Regions from separate parts of the Mus musculus genome. Here region 2 is linked to region 1. Evidence: chromatin contacts called from public HiChIP or PLAC-seq data. All regions are on one chromosome and are shown on one strand. Each heading gives the region's core, a stretch centred on a gene start, on an enhancer-like site or on the middle of the called end of the contact. The rest is flanking DNA. Distances are from core to core; before and after follow the strand shown.

Evidence for each region. HiChIP or PLAC-seq counts read pairs in DNA pulled down with a chosen protein or histone mark.
Region 2: a FOXA1 HiChIP or PLAC-seq map of pancreatic cancer cells shows a contact between it and region 1. The contact joins two enhancer-like sites. A contact is called at or near these places in 1 of 15 datasets of contacts at CTCF or cohesin (the NIH/3T3 cell line), 5 of 115 datasets of contacts at active chromatin or transcription factors (VIP interneurons, fibro-adipogenic progenitors, large pre-B cells and 2 more) and 1 of 9 other capture datasets (adipose tissue).

The regions. Positions count from the first base shown.
Region 1 is chr11:108,022,187-108,029,942 of GRCm38.p6, forward strand. All of the region lies in intron 5 of Prkca (protein kinase C, alpha), which reads right to left. Among named protein-coding and RNA genes, the nearest start is that of Mir7223, 29 kb to the left of the region's middle. Within about 2 kb of position 3,760, at least 53 of the 459 cell types and tissues checked have an H3K27ac peak or open chromatin away from gene starts, as enhancers often do. A contact at or near this core is called in pancreatic cancer cells, where this site is marked.
Region 2 is chr11:108,304,575-108,312,330 of GRCm38.p6, forward strand. All of the region lies in intron 2 of Prkca (protein kinase C, alpha), which reads right to left. Among named protein-coding and RNA genes, the nearest start is that of Prkca, 35 kb to the right of the region's middle. Within about 2 kb of position 2,762, at least 39 of the 459 cell types and tissues checked have an H3K27ac peak or open chromatin away from gene starts, as enhancers often do. A contact at or near this core is called in pancreatic cancer cells, where this site is marked.

The DNA of each region.
Region 1 (7,756 bases), core at 2,510-5,009:
GTGAGGGGTAAGAGATGAGACCAAATACCCTTCGTTTGGGAGGTGGGTGACAGTGGTCAGAGCACAGAGGGCCAAGTGAACACACAACAGGACCAGGGTCAATCCAGGGCTGTACCTGGATGGAGGGGAAAGGGTATAGACCGCATGTTTGCCTGATGCCTTGAAGTTGGCAAAGGGGACTCTAGTACCTGACTTAGAGTTGTGACCCTAGTGGCTTCTGGGGTTCAATTGCCAAACTGATAGGGTGTTCAGGATACAAGTGGTCTCTATAGTGTCTGCCTCAGAACTAACAGCTCAGGGTTTGAATTAAGAAAGACCCTGGTTTCACCAAGACATGGATTAAGAGTATCCAGTGGTGTTGAGAGCAGAGAGGTCACTCTTGGAAAGATGGGTTCCCCATAGAAAAGCAATGTCTGGATGAAAGATACTAGAGAAAGATACATGTGCTTGTATCATAAACATGGAGGGAGATAGAGACAGGAGGATTCCTGGTGCTTTCTGGCCAGCCGGTCTAGCCAACTGGTGAGCTACAAGACAGTGAGAGACCCTGACTCAAAAATAAGGCGGAGATATGCACAGCCCCATGCTCTCATGTGCTTTTGTGCTTGTTTCTGTTTTCCTTCTCTAGGACAAAGTCTCCTCCTCAAAGCACCTGACCTGGCCACGACCTGTTTCCACAGGGCAAATCTCCCTGCAATACCCACGCCCACACTTCAGCTCCCCCTAGGAACCATTAAGCAAGCAGTAAGCAAGACTAGGCACCAATGGGCTCATTCTTTATACTGTAAGGCACTCCAGAAACTGGGACTTTTAGGGAGCATGTGCCCAGGAGCACTGGGAGGCAAAAGCTGACAATAATCTGTGCAATCAGGTAGTAAATCAGGTGTGTTTACATAACTGAGTAAGAGGTTCAAAGGCATCCCACCTGGGCCACGGATGGGATCGGGAGGGAAAGGGCTGGACAGCAAGCTTGGCACACATCGTGGGCTCCAGGACACCACAGAGCGCTCAGCTTTCTCCAAGCCCAGCTTTCCCCGGCATGTTGCTGGGAAGAACATGCTGTTCTTGAGGCTCGTTTGCGCCTTGACTCTGGGCGTCATCGGGTGATGCTGAGAAGGAGAAACTGTCTCTGAGGGGCTGCCAGTTCCAGCACGGAGCTGTGAGCCAGTTCCCTGCCAGGAGACAGAACTCCCCGCAAATGCTGACGGGGAAACCGGCCGGGGTGACAGATTGCTTCCGGAACGGGATTTGCTGAATGCCCTTCCCATGTGATGCTTTGGGGGTGGTCCAGCTGTCTAGCAATAAGGCAAGGCTCCTGGTTCAGGGATTCTGACTCTCAAACAGTGCAGAGAGGCTGAGCCGTGATGCAACTGGGGTGTGTCAGAGGTGGTGGTGGACACACGATAGTGGGACCCTGTGGCGGAACCAACCACAAAGCTACAGGCCATCAGGTGTGCACAGCAAACTCCAGCAGAGGAAAGCATCTAGCAGGTTCCAGTTGGTACACATAGGAAGTTCTCAGGCTACAATCCCTGAGGTACGCAGGCTCTAACTTAAAGTAGTAAGGCACCCTAAAACTCCCTGAGACGCTCTCCTTCTCTCTCTCTCTCTCTCTCTCTCTCTCTCTCTCTCTCTGTGTGTGTGTGTGTGTGTGTGTGCAGAGTGTAGAGGACAGCCTTGGCTGTTGGTCCTTACATGCCATAAACCCTGCCATCTTGAGACAGGGTTTCTCATTGGCCTGGAGCTCACAAAATAAGCTAGGCTGGCTGGCCAGTGAGTCCCAGGGATCCGATTGTATCAACCCCACCTCCACCCCCATCCCAGCACTGAGACTATAAGCACATCCTCTTCCCCCCCCCCCCCACCACAACCTTTTTTAATCCTGAAGGTTCTGGGGGATTGAATTCAGGTCTTCATGCTTGCATGCTGTCACCCCAGCTCATTCTGTGTCTCCTTAAATCACAAATGTCTTAATATTTTTTTTTTCGAGACAGGGTTTCTCTGTGTAGCCCTGGCTGTCCTGGAACTCACTTTGTAGACCAGGCTGGCCTCGAACTCAGAAATCCACCTGCCTCTGCCTACAAATGTCTTAATATAAATTTATATTCTCTATGGCATTTGAAGACACTCTTAGGCCCTAGCGGAAAGATATCTGTAGACTTCACAGACCAACTCTCTCAGGACAGTGACAGCTGACTTCTCTCTTCACATTGGGACACTGCAGATTGTCATCCCTGTAGAACACGTTATCCTCCCAGGCTGGTCTCCCTCTGCCTGGCAGATGGGAAGAGTCTTACACTATGATCTGAACGCTTGTGATTCCCCACCCAATTAATATGCTCTAATTTCTAGTCCCCAGGTGAAGGTACTAAGAGGTAGAGTCCAGAGAGGTGATTAGGTCAGGAGAATGGGCCCCTCATGGATGAGATTTGTGCCCGTATAAAGTAGGTTTTAGGGAGCTTGCTAGCTTTTCCCACCGTGTGAGGACCCAATGAGAAGGCATTATTTCAGGATCAGGAAATGGGTTCCCCATGGGTACAGCAGCTGCCAGTTTCTTGAACTTGATCTTCCCAGCCTGAGTCCCACATTCCTGTTGTCTATCAGCTACAGTACCATGTGACAGAGGCCTGAGTGGAGCAAAGCCACCAGGGAGTTGAGAGTGACCTAGACAGTGTGGAACAAGAACCTGCTGGGGCTTGATATTGGGTAAGAACTGCAAATGAGGGTGCTGGTCCAGGGTGGTCACGTCATATTCTCCTTAGTGTGAATGTGAGTCCTCCATGAACTGGCACCCAAGAGCAGTCAACTCTGTCCAGATAGAGGCAAGTGATTCTTTCTTCAAGCAAGTGACAAGGTAGAGTTGACACTCTGTAGAGGAATGCATTGGACTGTGTGATGTGAGGCAGGAAGAGATGACATCCTCCTCTCGGGAGCAGGGTACCACTGAGAGATTTCTCATCAACACTCCAGTGGCACTTGGACTCTGTGTCTAGAGGTCTGATCTTGAAACTAATAATAGTCTAATAGCCAGAGTATCCCACCATTCACTTCAACAAATACTTTTTATTTGCTTTTTATTTTTATTTTGTGTTTTTTTTGAGACATAAGCTTGCTACATAGCCTAGGCTGGCCTTGAACCCGCCATCGTCATACTCTGCCTTCCCATGGCTAGGTTTACAAGCAGGTACAAACACATCATGCTGTAGTCTTCAGCATGCTCCATCCTCTGATTTACCAAGCCAATAGTGGTATAACTTCAGAGCCGACACTGGTTTCAACTGACTGGTTAAGGAAGTCAAATATCTTATTCCACTCAACCTGTCACATGCAGGACTGACACATGATTCCCAAAGACTCACGGGTTACTCTCCTCTCGACTGTTTTGAACACCTACCACCGAGCATAGCAGCATGGGGAAGTTATCTGCCACACACACGGGTCTCCATACAACCTTTGCCCTGTGATTCTGGGTTCATGCTGTCCCATCCCTGGGCACACCCTATCTGGAACACAACCCTGTTCTCTGGCTTTCCAGCCTCCTGCTAGCCCTGTCTATCAGATCTCCACAGGCTGACAGAAACACGGGGACAGGGACAAAACACTTCCTCCCCAGGCATCTCCCCAGGGTCAACACAGGGCAAGGCAAAAGCCACGCAGGCCAGATTCTTGGATTCTGACAGGAGCTGGAGTGGGCAAGGCCTTTCGAGGCTCTCACTTTGAGCTGCAGTTCACAGAGTGTCCATTTGGAGGGACTCCAACACAAGGGAAAAACCAAACAGGCCTTTTTCCAAGGAGACTCAATTCAGGCCAAAAGGAGCCAAGTGCTTTCCCAGAAGACATCAAATGATTTGAAGAGTCTCAGAGTGCTCAAAGACTAAGGGACATAAAATGTATTGTTAGTTTTCAGGAAGAAAATATGCCATGCAGGGCCATTTGCTCCACATTTCTAGGGCAACCATTACACATGGAGCTTTGCTGGGTTTCACCCAATGAGATGCAAAGGCATCTTCAGCAAAGAACAATTGTAGATGAGGCATCAACAAATGAGACGTGGGTCACTTGGAGGGTCTTGGCTGTCTGGCTTGCTGCATTTGCTCTAATCACACTGCACCAAGCTTGCGGATGCTGTCTGTGGTCACGAGCACGGACTCTGATTTGATCTCATTTGTGCTAATAAACAATGACTCACAAATTCTATGATCTTAGTTTCCTTATGGCCAGAGTCAAGGGCAAGAAGAGCGAGCAACACTGAGAATATACCCACCTTGTGTGACCACAAACCTGAATTCAAGGACTTAAGAAGTACATTGTTTAAAAACACATTCACTGAATGTTCTGCTGTCTAAACCCACTACTTTGTCACAAGGGTGGCTTTCTGCCCCAGTAAATCCAGTGTCCCCAAATGGTGAGTCAGCAACTACTCAATCAAAGTCAGCTAAAGAATTTAATGAGCGTGGTATGCACAGTCAGTTCATGCTCCCTCCTTCCTTCCCTCCCTCCCCCTCTCTCTTCCCCTCCCTCCCTCTCTCTCTTCCCCTCCCTCCCCCTCTCTTCCCCTCCCCCCCTCTCTCTCTTCCCCTCTCTTCTCCTTTCGTCCTACTCTGTCTCCTTTCTTCAACTTTGAGACATAGTCTTACTGTATAGCCCTGTTTCCCTTTTAATATAGCCTCCTCTTGCATACACTAAGTACTCCAATAACACGTATGTTATCTGCTAATATTCTATAATTCCAAAGTAGATGACTGTGAAAAATATTTGCTAGTTGTGGGAGACAGATAAGATCTGCATATAAACATAGGGAGGCATTGATTTTAAGAAATAATTACTTCTCATTGTAGGGACAATGCATAGTCATCATAAAATAATTTAAATGCACAAAGTATAAAGGCAAAGATTAAAGGCAATTGCACTTCCACCAAAACAGAGGATTGATGCTGACATACTGTTATGCTGATTGACAATTGCTCTCCTGTAAAGACATCTATAGTATAATATTGATTGTTTGATTATAATGTTGGGGATAAAGCCCAGGGTCTTGTATATGCTAGGTAAGCACATTATCATTGAGCCATATCTCTAGCCTGTAATATTTATTTTTATAGAATTCACATAACTTTATGGTAGTTAAAAATTCCTTCTTAATAAAAGTTACCAAAGTAATTTTTAAAAAGCATTTTTTAATGCCCAGCATTCTATTTTGTAGCAAAGACTTTAAAATAAGTTCAGTTTGTACATTTACATGGTTTAAAAATTCCTCATCTTTGTATATAACAACTGATTGTCTTCATACATAAATTTCTGCTTTTCTTCTTGGGCTGCATTCTTAGAAGGAGAGTAAAAGATATAAAAACCCTTGCCAAACTGCTCCCCCCAAAGTTGTATCAAAGTCCTACCAAAAATCATATTAAAGATAAAGTGAGAAAAATAAAGAGTAACATTGTAAGTTTGATTTTTTTTTTTTTTGAGGCTTAACAGTCTTTATAGCTATTGGGCCATGTGAATTTCTTTTTCTCTGACTTAATTCTCAATTCCTTTAGGGTAGTAAACAGGTTTCTTACTGGCTAGAGGGAATGTTTGGATGCACATGACAGTGGTCCTTCTCCCTGTTTGCCACGCTCTGTGTTTAGATTTAATTCCGTAGGCTTCTAGAAACACAAAGGAGTCTATCTTTTCACACAGTCAAAGCTACCAACATGTTTTCTTTCCTTTCTTCCATTTCTTTTAGGCTTAGGAAATCCTTGCCCTCCGTGAAGGTAGTTAAGTATTCGCCTGTGTTTTCTTTCATTATTTTGTTTCCTTTTTTTAATAATTAACTTCCAGATGCACTTGAAATTTATTTTGGTGTAAAGCACGAGGGGAGATCTCATTTATTTATTTATTTTTCTTCCAAACGTTTAGACAATTTTCCCAACAACGTCTGTGGAATGAACCACACCTTCTCTCTAGTCCTGGAAGCCTCTGTTTATTTATAAGCAGGCTCCAATTTCAGGGTATCTGCTTTATCACATTCAATTCCCTGTTAGTCCCTGCAGCAGCCAACATTCTAAACTGTTTCAAGTTTCCAAGGTATTTTAGAACCATCCACATGTCCCACACTGTGCTTCTCAGAGCAGCTCTCTGTCCACTGTCGAAAAATCTCTGCACTTCTGTACTCATGGATCTGTGTTGGTTGCAACTCTTCATTGCTGTGACAAAATTCCTGACCAGAGCATTTACTTTTGCTCATTGGTTTAGGGTACAGTCCATCACGGTGGTGAAGTCTTGGAGGCAGAGCCAGAGGCAGCTGGCCACATGGTATCTGCATCCAGGAAGCAGAGGGAGATAAATGCGGTGCGGCTCACGTTCTCCTTTTTCTTTGGCTCAGGACACTGCTTTTCTCTTTAGTTTTGGAGACAGTCTCTCACTGAAGCTGGGCTCACTGATTTGACCCGGCTGATTGGCTATCTCCTACCCACATGTCTCTGTTGACCCAGCTGATTGGCTACCCCCTACCCACACGTCTCTGCGTCCCCAGTGCTGGGCTAACAGGAGTGAGTCGTTCGTTGTGCCAGGCTCGTTAAGTGGGTGCGGAGGGCCAGAACTCAAGTCCTCACGCTTGCACAGTTAGCACTTTATGGACTGAATCACCTCCGCTGCAACAGTCCAGCACGCTCTTGAAAGTCCCCACTCAATGGCTGCTTCTTTGCAAATGCCGTCACCCCTCTGCCTCCTTGGTTCTATATTTTTTAGTCTTTGGCTACACTCTGCTTCGTTTGCATTTATCATTCCCATAATGGTAGAAAATATAAATGACGTGTGTATTCTACTGCTCGCCTTAGAGACCCATGTCAAACATTCTTACTCAGCCTTTCTCTGATTATAAAAACAAGGTATGAGACGGTGTCTTCCGATAACCCCCACACCCCCATGATCAAGAAGAATCTATCATGCTGTGTTCTAAATTGGTGCTACCTTCTATACTAATCTCTGGTCCTGTGCCTATTAAATTACCTGGAGTCTGCGATCTCTAATCATGTTATAACTCTATATGATTTGATTTCCGCCATGCTGGGCTCTTCATTGACTTCATCTTGCTGCCCTCTTTGGGGTGCCTTCAGCCAAGCCAGCTTTTCTCTTGTAGCTCCCATGATTCTGAGGGAGAGGTGTTTGTTTCCCTTCTTTATAACCACTCAGTGTTCCGAGTTCCCTGGTTGCACATTTCCTCTATTGGTCTTCCTATGGCAGAGTACATGCTTTTATTTTGACTGCTTCGTACATGTATCAGGTACCATGGCTGCTTTCTGTTCAGTTCTCCTCCTTTACCCCAGGACGAAGCGATTATTCGCGATGGTCCTCCATCTTGTTCTGCTTTTTGCCTTCCGTGGCACCCATCGCCATAGTTTCCTCGCATTGCCTGCATCCCCCCGTTTCTCTGGCAGCTCTGATGGTTTTCCTATACTTTCTCTTGGGACTTTTGCTGCCAGGGCTGCAATCTATGTTTCTTTGCCAACATTTGAATTTATCTGCCTTCCTTCATCTCGTCTGCCTCCTCATGCAACAATTCATCATTCAACAATCAGACAAGAACAAAAAACCGTTTGTGTCTGCTTTCTTTCTATATCTACCTTTTTATTCAAACAGCTCAATGACCTTGTTTTACAGAGATGGCATATTCTTGTTTTCTACTAAAATTTATGTGGAAATGTTCAAATACATTTTGATAGGCATATTCTTTCAGCAATTCACTGCCTTGTGTGCTCTGCTGGTCTCTTCTCTT
Region 2 (7,756 bases), core at 1,512-4,011, 280 kb after region 1:
TACATGCCTAGTGCCTGTCCAAGTCAAAGTAGACTTCTGGTCATGGGGGATACAAAATGATGTGCCTACTAAGCTTGGCTGTTGAGAATGAGTGCTTTGGGCTGGGAATGTGGCTCGGTGACAGAAGTGCTTTGCCTAGCAAGAGCAAGTCCCTGAGGTCGGTCCCCAGAATTGGGGGAGGGGGGGAAGTATTGGAAATAAAGTGCACATAGGGCTAGGGAGATGGCTCAGTAAGCCAAGTGCCTGCCTCGTGAATGTGAGGGCATAAGTTGGATGTCTAACACCCATCCTAGAACAACATCCTAGGTTGGTCTCTGGCCTCCATATGAATGTGTGTATATGTGCAGGGGCACCCAACACACACAACCCCACCCCACACCAGACACAAGCCGGGGGGCAGCTTTGTAGGACTCACACAAAGCCAGTGTACAGTTACTTTCCTAGCATTTATCATTAAGTCCCTGGATAACCTGAGACTGCATGGGCTTCCTCATAAAGTTCATTAGGTGAGAGATGGCACACATCAACACTGCTCTGAAAATCATTAGAGCAGACTCAGGAGGAAACGGAGATGACTGCCCATCGGTCACACACACACACACAGGCCAGGCATGAATGACCACTTTCAGACCCGGCTTCCTAACAAGAAGTTCTAATTCGACCACACAACTTACACACACAGAACACAGAGCGAGATGGGAAAGTCTGAGAACTCTGGTGTGGGCGGTGAAGATGCTCCCAAGGATAGCAATCTCAAATCTGTGAGCTGGGTTTAAGCATTCTGAAATTCCGTGTAGCTTTATTATTTTCAAAGCAAGATGAGGCATAAGGGCTCCTAGGGAAATGCATCCACTCTGAGGCAGAAAGGAATTAAATTTACAGCATGAACTGAGAGACAGAGCAGGTCTCTTAGCCAGGCATCTGAGAGGCCTGTTCATACTCCAGGCTGGAGCACACTGCACTATGCCGCTCTTTGTTTCTTTCTTCTTCACTTTCTTAGGGCTGGGCTGGGGAGGGGGACTCATGTAGCCCAGGCTGGCCTCGAACTTACTGTATAGCAGAAGACCTTGGACTTCAGATCCTCTGCCCACTGCCTCCCAAGTACTGCTAGGATTACAGGGGTGTGCCACCGTGCCTATTGGGTATAAAGCAGAGTTATGACTTGGGAATTGAAGTTCCTGAAAGGAAGCTGGGCCTTGCCAAGGCTGACTGGTTGGTCAGAACTTCTATGCAGGTACACAGACTAATTGCAATTTATCTCAGGTTACCTTTTTTAACCCCATTAACAGCCATTGCCCAACTCTGTGCCTGACCTAACATCCTTGTGATTATCAGGTGAAACCTTTGGAGTCTATTGCCTTAGCAGACCACTGACCTCTGCCAACCAAAGGCTAAGAGTGCACAGAGAACATCGGAGGCACGAAGCAGAGCTTTCCCACGGGGATGCACCCTGCCTACCCAGCGTCCCCACTAATGTGTTCGAAAGGTCTTGATTTATGACTTTCTTCATTCTGTTACTATTAAAATGTCATAAAAATTTAACAGGCTAACAGGGCACTGGGAACGCACACCTTTAATCCCAGCACTCAGAAGGTAGAGGTGGGCAGATCTCTTGAGTTTGAGGCCAGCCTGGTCTACAGAGTGAGTTTCAGGACAGCCACGGCTACACAGAGAAACCCTGTCTAGAAAACACAAAAGCCAACCAAGCAAATGAACAGAAGTTACCAGGTTAGAACATGGAATTTCAAGGAACCTAAGTGCTCCATTTGGAACTCATTTGGGTCACGGCCACTCATACTTGGCTCCTTTACAGGGACAGCTCCGTTTGTTTGTTTGCTGTTTTTATTTGTTTGATTTTTAAAGAAGGAACTCAGTCCCGTCCCAACCAGTAGAACTATTATCCTCCAGGAAAACAGTATGACTTTGGTCTAAACAAGGCCAAGTTCTGACACTTGGTAGTTGTCAGTTACTCAGCCTTGGTTCCCTCGTCTGAGATGGGGACATGAACACTGAGCTCGCGGGTAAGCTAAGTGGTGTGGTGACATACTAAGACCATCTCTGTAAGAAAGATTAAGCTTTGGGCCAGTGAGATGGCTCAGCAGCTTAAAGACACCTACTTGCCAACGAGCCTGATGCTCTGATCCCTGGAAACCACACAGTAGAAGAACTGACTTCCAGAAGCTGTCCTCTGACCGACAGACACACACACACACACACACACACACGTTAATCAAATAAATGTGAAAAAATACTAAAATATTAAAGCTACTGTGTACATGGTAATTGTACAAAGCCCCTCAGAGACTGCCGTGGTGATGAGTGACACCCCGATGAGTGATGCCCCAGAGAAGCAGCATCAGGGAAGAGGAGGCTGACTAGGAAATTTCCATCCATCAGTGTTGTTCCTCGGCAATGAGAGCCCAAGACAAGTATTTATTGAGCGGTTTCTGCAAGGGGACATAATTAGTCAGTGGCTCTTAGCCTTTCCTGAGTCACAGCACTCCCTAAGAAATACCAAAGGTGCCTCTGCCCAGAAAATGCCATTGAGAAATTAACAGAAAGAAAATAAAATCGGGGCATTATAGGGCCCCAAGAAACCCACCCTGAAACACCTGCTCAAGGCACGCCATGCCGGATATTATAAGGCTATTGATTTTGAAACGAAACTCAAGGTCACCTGGTCAGATATGACTCAGATGTGCAAACAGCAAGCTCTTCTTGGCTGTCCCTTATCTCGGTGGACAGCAGTTCCATCCGCCCTGCTGCTCCTGACGGAACCTAGGTGTCACCCTGGACATGCACCTCCCTCTCCCTCAGTCACCTCCATATTAGTTCTTCACTGAGTCAGGTCCACTCTTCAGACCCAGCCTCTCACATCCGTCTTCCTCTGTCCAGGCTGCCCTCATGCGGACAGGAGTGATTTGTTAGCACCTGATTGTCGGACTCACAGACACAGCAAGAGCCTCTAATGGGCTCTTGCACAAGCAGTGGCATAAGCCAGAAACTCCTTCCCTTTGGGCACTGCTTCAAAAGCAATACAAACAAGCGACTTTCCCTGCTAGAAGGAAGTTACAGCATTCTACAGTTGATGGCGAGGAGAGGTGTGGTCCTGGAATGGCTGAGAAGTTACAGACATGAGATGCTGAGGACAAGCCTGGCAGGGAAGAGGTGAGAAGCCAGAACTGCCTCCAAAGCCCCCCCTGCATCTGTCGGTCACTTCAGAGGGCTGGGTGTACAACAGATGTAGCCAGTATTCAGGATGGAAAACATAATATTCACTCCCTCCCTTCCTCACCTCTAATTTTTAAAAATTATTAAGAGTATGAAAAAAAAAAAAAAAGATGGGCTAGGGAGATGGCTCCGTGGGTAAAGCGATTTCCAGCATGAAGACCTGAGCTGGAATCCCCAGCACATACACATACGTAAAAGCCAGTGAAAAATAAGCATACTATGTTTGAACCTCATTGCTGAGAGACAGGTGAGTGGGTACTGAGGACTCACTGATCAGCCAGTGGAGACCATGTGATGAGCTTCAGGTTCAGTAAGAGACCCTGTTTCAAAAACTCTAGGTGGAGAGCAACAGAGAAAGACACCGGGCATTGACCTCTGACCTCCACAGGCACACACGCATGCACATATGTGCGTGCAACAGACACAAACACTAAAAAGGGATAGGGAAAAACATCTTCGCTATTCCCAATAATGAAAATTATCTTTCAGCATCGTCCCATGTTTATATTGTTAAAGATTAAAATACTTACAAGGAGTGACAACACAGAGCAGAAAGACGAGCGCAAAAATAAATAAATAAATAAATAAATAGACAGAAAGTCACCTCTAATGACAGCAAACAGAAGGATAGCAATCAATATAGGGTAAAAGCTACTTTCGACATCTTCCTACAGTGTGCAGAGGTGGCCAAATAGGTAAACAGGGATACTTTTATGAAAACAGTATCTCCCATGGTTTCATTTGTTAACATATCTAGTTTATTTACTATATTAACATATCTGATATATTAATGTATTAGACATGAATATTCTTGACTCTGGTGAACCAAAACTAACAAACTTTTTAAGATTGAGAGTATTCAACAAACATGACGAACTGGGGGGGGGGGTGTAAAAAGCCCATTAGGTCTTAGCCTTACCCAAAGAGCCACGGAGAGCTGAATAGAGCTGGGAACGGGAGAGTGGCCCTCCCTAACCAAGAGCACACCACTGATTGCTCGTAGCCAAACAGCCCTGAAAGTATGCATACAAGTAACATTATATGCACTCACCAGCTTATAGTTAGAGCTATAGATATCTATACAAACACATGCATGCAATAATATTTAATGTAAAGAGAGGCCATGAATGTGAAGGGGGGTGAGGAGAGGTATATGGCAGTTTTGAGAGGGAGGGAAGGGAAGGGAGAAATGTAATTAAACTACAATCTCAAAACTAAACATCACCATCAACATAAAAAGATAGAGGGGTGTTGGGCCAGGTGTGTAGCTCAGTGGTAAAGGGTATCGTTTAACACCAAAGAAAGGATAAAGAAGAGGACAAGGGGAAGAAAGGAAGAAAGGAAGGAAGGAAGGAAGGAAGGAAGGAAGGAAGGAAGGAAGGCAAGCAGGCAAGCAGGCAGCTGGTTGGTTGGTTGGTTGGTTGATTGACTGATGGATGGATGGGTTGATTGACTGAGTGAGTCGTTTTGAACAACATTGTTTAGGGTGGACAATGGCATCCTAACATGTGTTCCCTTCCTGCTTCTACACTTTTCTACACGGACACTATTTCTACATCATCTCAGCTCCTAACATTCACACTCCGGCCCTCCTCTTAATGCCCAGTGCTTGGCACCTCCACACGTGGAAGCTGAAATGCCCACCGGGCCCCAACATCCTTGTCACCCAAATCCTTCCTTTGATCCAGCTTTAAATTGGATTCAACTTTTAATTGAGCTCAACTCTCTCTCTCAAAATTGGGAGCACGGCCAGTTTAGTCTCTGCCTCGCTCTTAGTGTTGGTGAACAGCAGATACTCCCAAGAACTCTGCTCAACGGCTGAGTTTATCACTGTGAAACGGTGTCAGAACAGCTTGCAACCCTTAGAGCCGTGTAGAGCACATCCGTGGCCCGTGTAAAATCACCCTGAACAAAAGCTCTAAGACAATCATTCTCTTGAAATCTTGATCGAGATTTTACAAGCGGCCTTCCTGTCTGATTATTTTCCCTTGGTAAACTGTAGAGCTCTGCAAGGTGGGTTTTTAAGGACAAATGTCTAGGTCAACAGGCAATAAAAATGGATGCAGACACATAAGAGAAAGGGAAACTCAACAGGGGATAACAGGTTCAAGTTCACCTTAAACAATAGTGGTTATCACCACGGGCTGGAACCTCCCAGGTGCGGTCAAGTTCCAAGTTAATTATTCATGGCTAATGACCATTTATAACTCTTCTCCCGAGTACAGCTCCTCGTATGTGACTACTGCTCATAAAGCGTACACTACAGGTGGCCTATACAGTGCTTTTTCCACTTTAGCAAACTTCCTACAAGGTGGGATATACAATACATGGTACACCTCTCCAGACCTGTGCATACATTTCAGAACATGACCCATTTAATTGTGTAGGTAAGAAGTGTGTCATAGCAAAAACAAGACATTAGATGTATTTTAATACGTAAGACTTTGTGCCTCAGATATTAAATGCAAGGGGGAAATGTCACCCACGAGTTGACATAATGAGACTGAATTTGAAGAACTCGGTGAACATTTACTGTCTCTGAAGCTTGCTGGATCCCAAAACTTCTACATTAAAGAGAAGAAAAGTATCGGTTTTCTAGACAAAGATCTGTCACCAGTCAAAGCTTAAGCTTTGCATGCCATCAATCTACACACACATGTGCATGCACACACACACACATGCGTGCACACGCACGTGCACATTAAAAAGGATTACTTTCAGATCTCTGGTATTCATCCTGTCTGCAGGCATAAAGAACATCAGGACCTCACTGGTCTGCACACTCTGATTATCACAAGATTCCTCTGAGTCTTCCCCGATTCCACAATTCCAGACGCTGTGTCACTTTCAATAAGAACTCATTACTATCAAGTTGCGTCCTAGCCCCACAGGACCCCTACCAACTCACCCCGCCTTCTTTCATCACTTAGTTCTTGTCTGAGATGCAGTGTCATATAGCTCAGGCTGGTCTTGAACTTCCTGTGTAGCTGAGGATGACCTTGAACTTCTAATCCTCCTGCCTTCACCTCTCAGGCACTAGTATTACAGGCCTGCACCATCATGCCTGGTTTATGTGGTACTGGGGATGGAACCTAGGACTTCATGTGTGCTAGCTAAGTGTTCTACCAATTGAACTACACCCCTACCTTCTTGATTACCAAATAATTTTATCAGGGTTATTGTTTCTAAGGCAAGAAGTTACTATAGCCATGTGAATGACTTCCAAATAGAGGATTTCTGAGGGTCCGTATTCAGATAGGATCATTCTAAATACCTGAACATTTTTGTTCTAATTTTTAGTCCAAAGGTTATTCTTTCTCACACACACACACAAAGCAAGCAGCCATGGTCATGTTTGCACAGCATTACTATCCTAAAAGACCTCCTCTGTCTGCATGGCAGAATCACTAAGTTCCTGCTGACCCTGGCTACTGTGAGGCCTTCCTGAGCATGCAAAGCCTAAGCCAAACTAGGGCTATGTTCTAAAAGCAAGCTGATTGTTCAGATACCACCCAGCTCAAGCCGATCCACCCACCCCAAGCCCAGTCCCTCAAGGCCTCATAAACTGTCTGCCATTACTGAGACTGTCGCCTACCAAAGATCCCCTGAACTAGGCAATGTCTAAAACACAGCACAAGACCCTGCCTGTCACATGACCACAGAATGAGCCACCATTCCTTTCAGCAGCACCAGGGATGCCAGTGCCTATCCACTTGAAACCAGTCTCCTTCCCCAACACTCTAAAGCAGATTCCCTCCCCAATGTATCTGGACCCATATTTCAACGAATGTCTAAGGAGTATGTCAAGAGAAGCTAAAACTTGAGTTAAGGCTTCAATAATGAATCTTTTATACGGATGGGGCTTCTCTGTATGGCTTAACTCTTTTTTAAATCTGTTCTGCCAAGAGCCTAAAGCAGTGCATAAACAAGATGAAGCCGTTTTGCACAGAACTAATCCACATTGTGTTTTAGTTCCCTCTGCAAAGTGCACGTCAGATGGTAGGGCTTACACACCCATAGCCCGTGCACTAAGACAATGCAATTAGACCTTTCATATCCACCTGGATTATATAATTTTGGAGACAACATTTCAAAATCTGACTAAGCTTGCAACTGCACAACTGGCAGACTTCAAGGTGGGCTCTTAATATCAGGTTATTTTGTTGCCATTTCCATGAAACATTGAAGCCCTTCGTGGTAGACTTCAGAAGCAAGCTGCCACTCTGCTCCACAACTGAAGACATCAGATAGGGCTTGGGGTCAATGGGTAAAAGGAAGCGGCTTCTATTTAAAGGTCTTTGAGGGTAAAGGGGTGGGGGGAGGGGATGATCAACAGATTCTGGAGTTTCAGTCTCTAGATGTACTTCAGAACAGCTGTTTTGCTTCTTTGTAAGTTCCCTTCAACTAGGAAGGACAGAGCAATATTAAGGGCTGAAGCTAAACCACAGCCCAGGAACATGTCTCCTTTATGGGTATGTCCAGAAAACAGCTGGAGATGTGTACAAAAAGTGTAGCACATGCTACA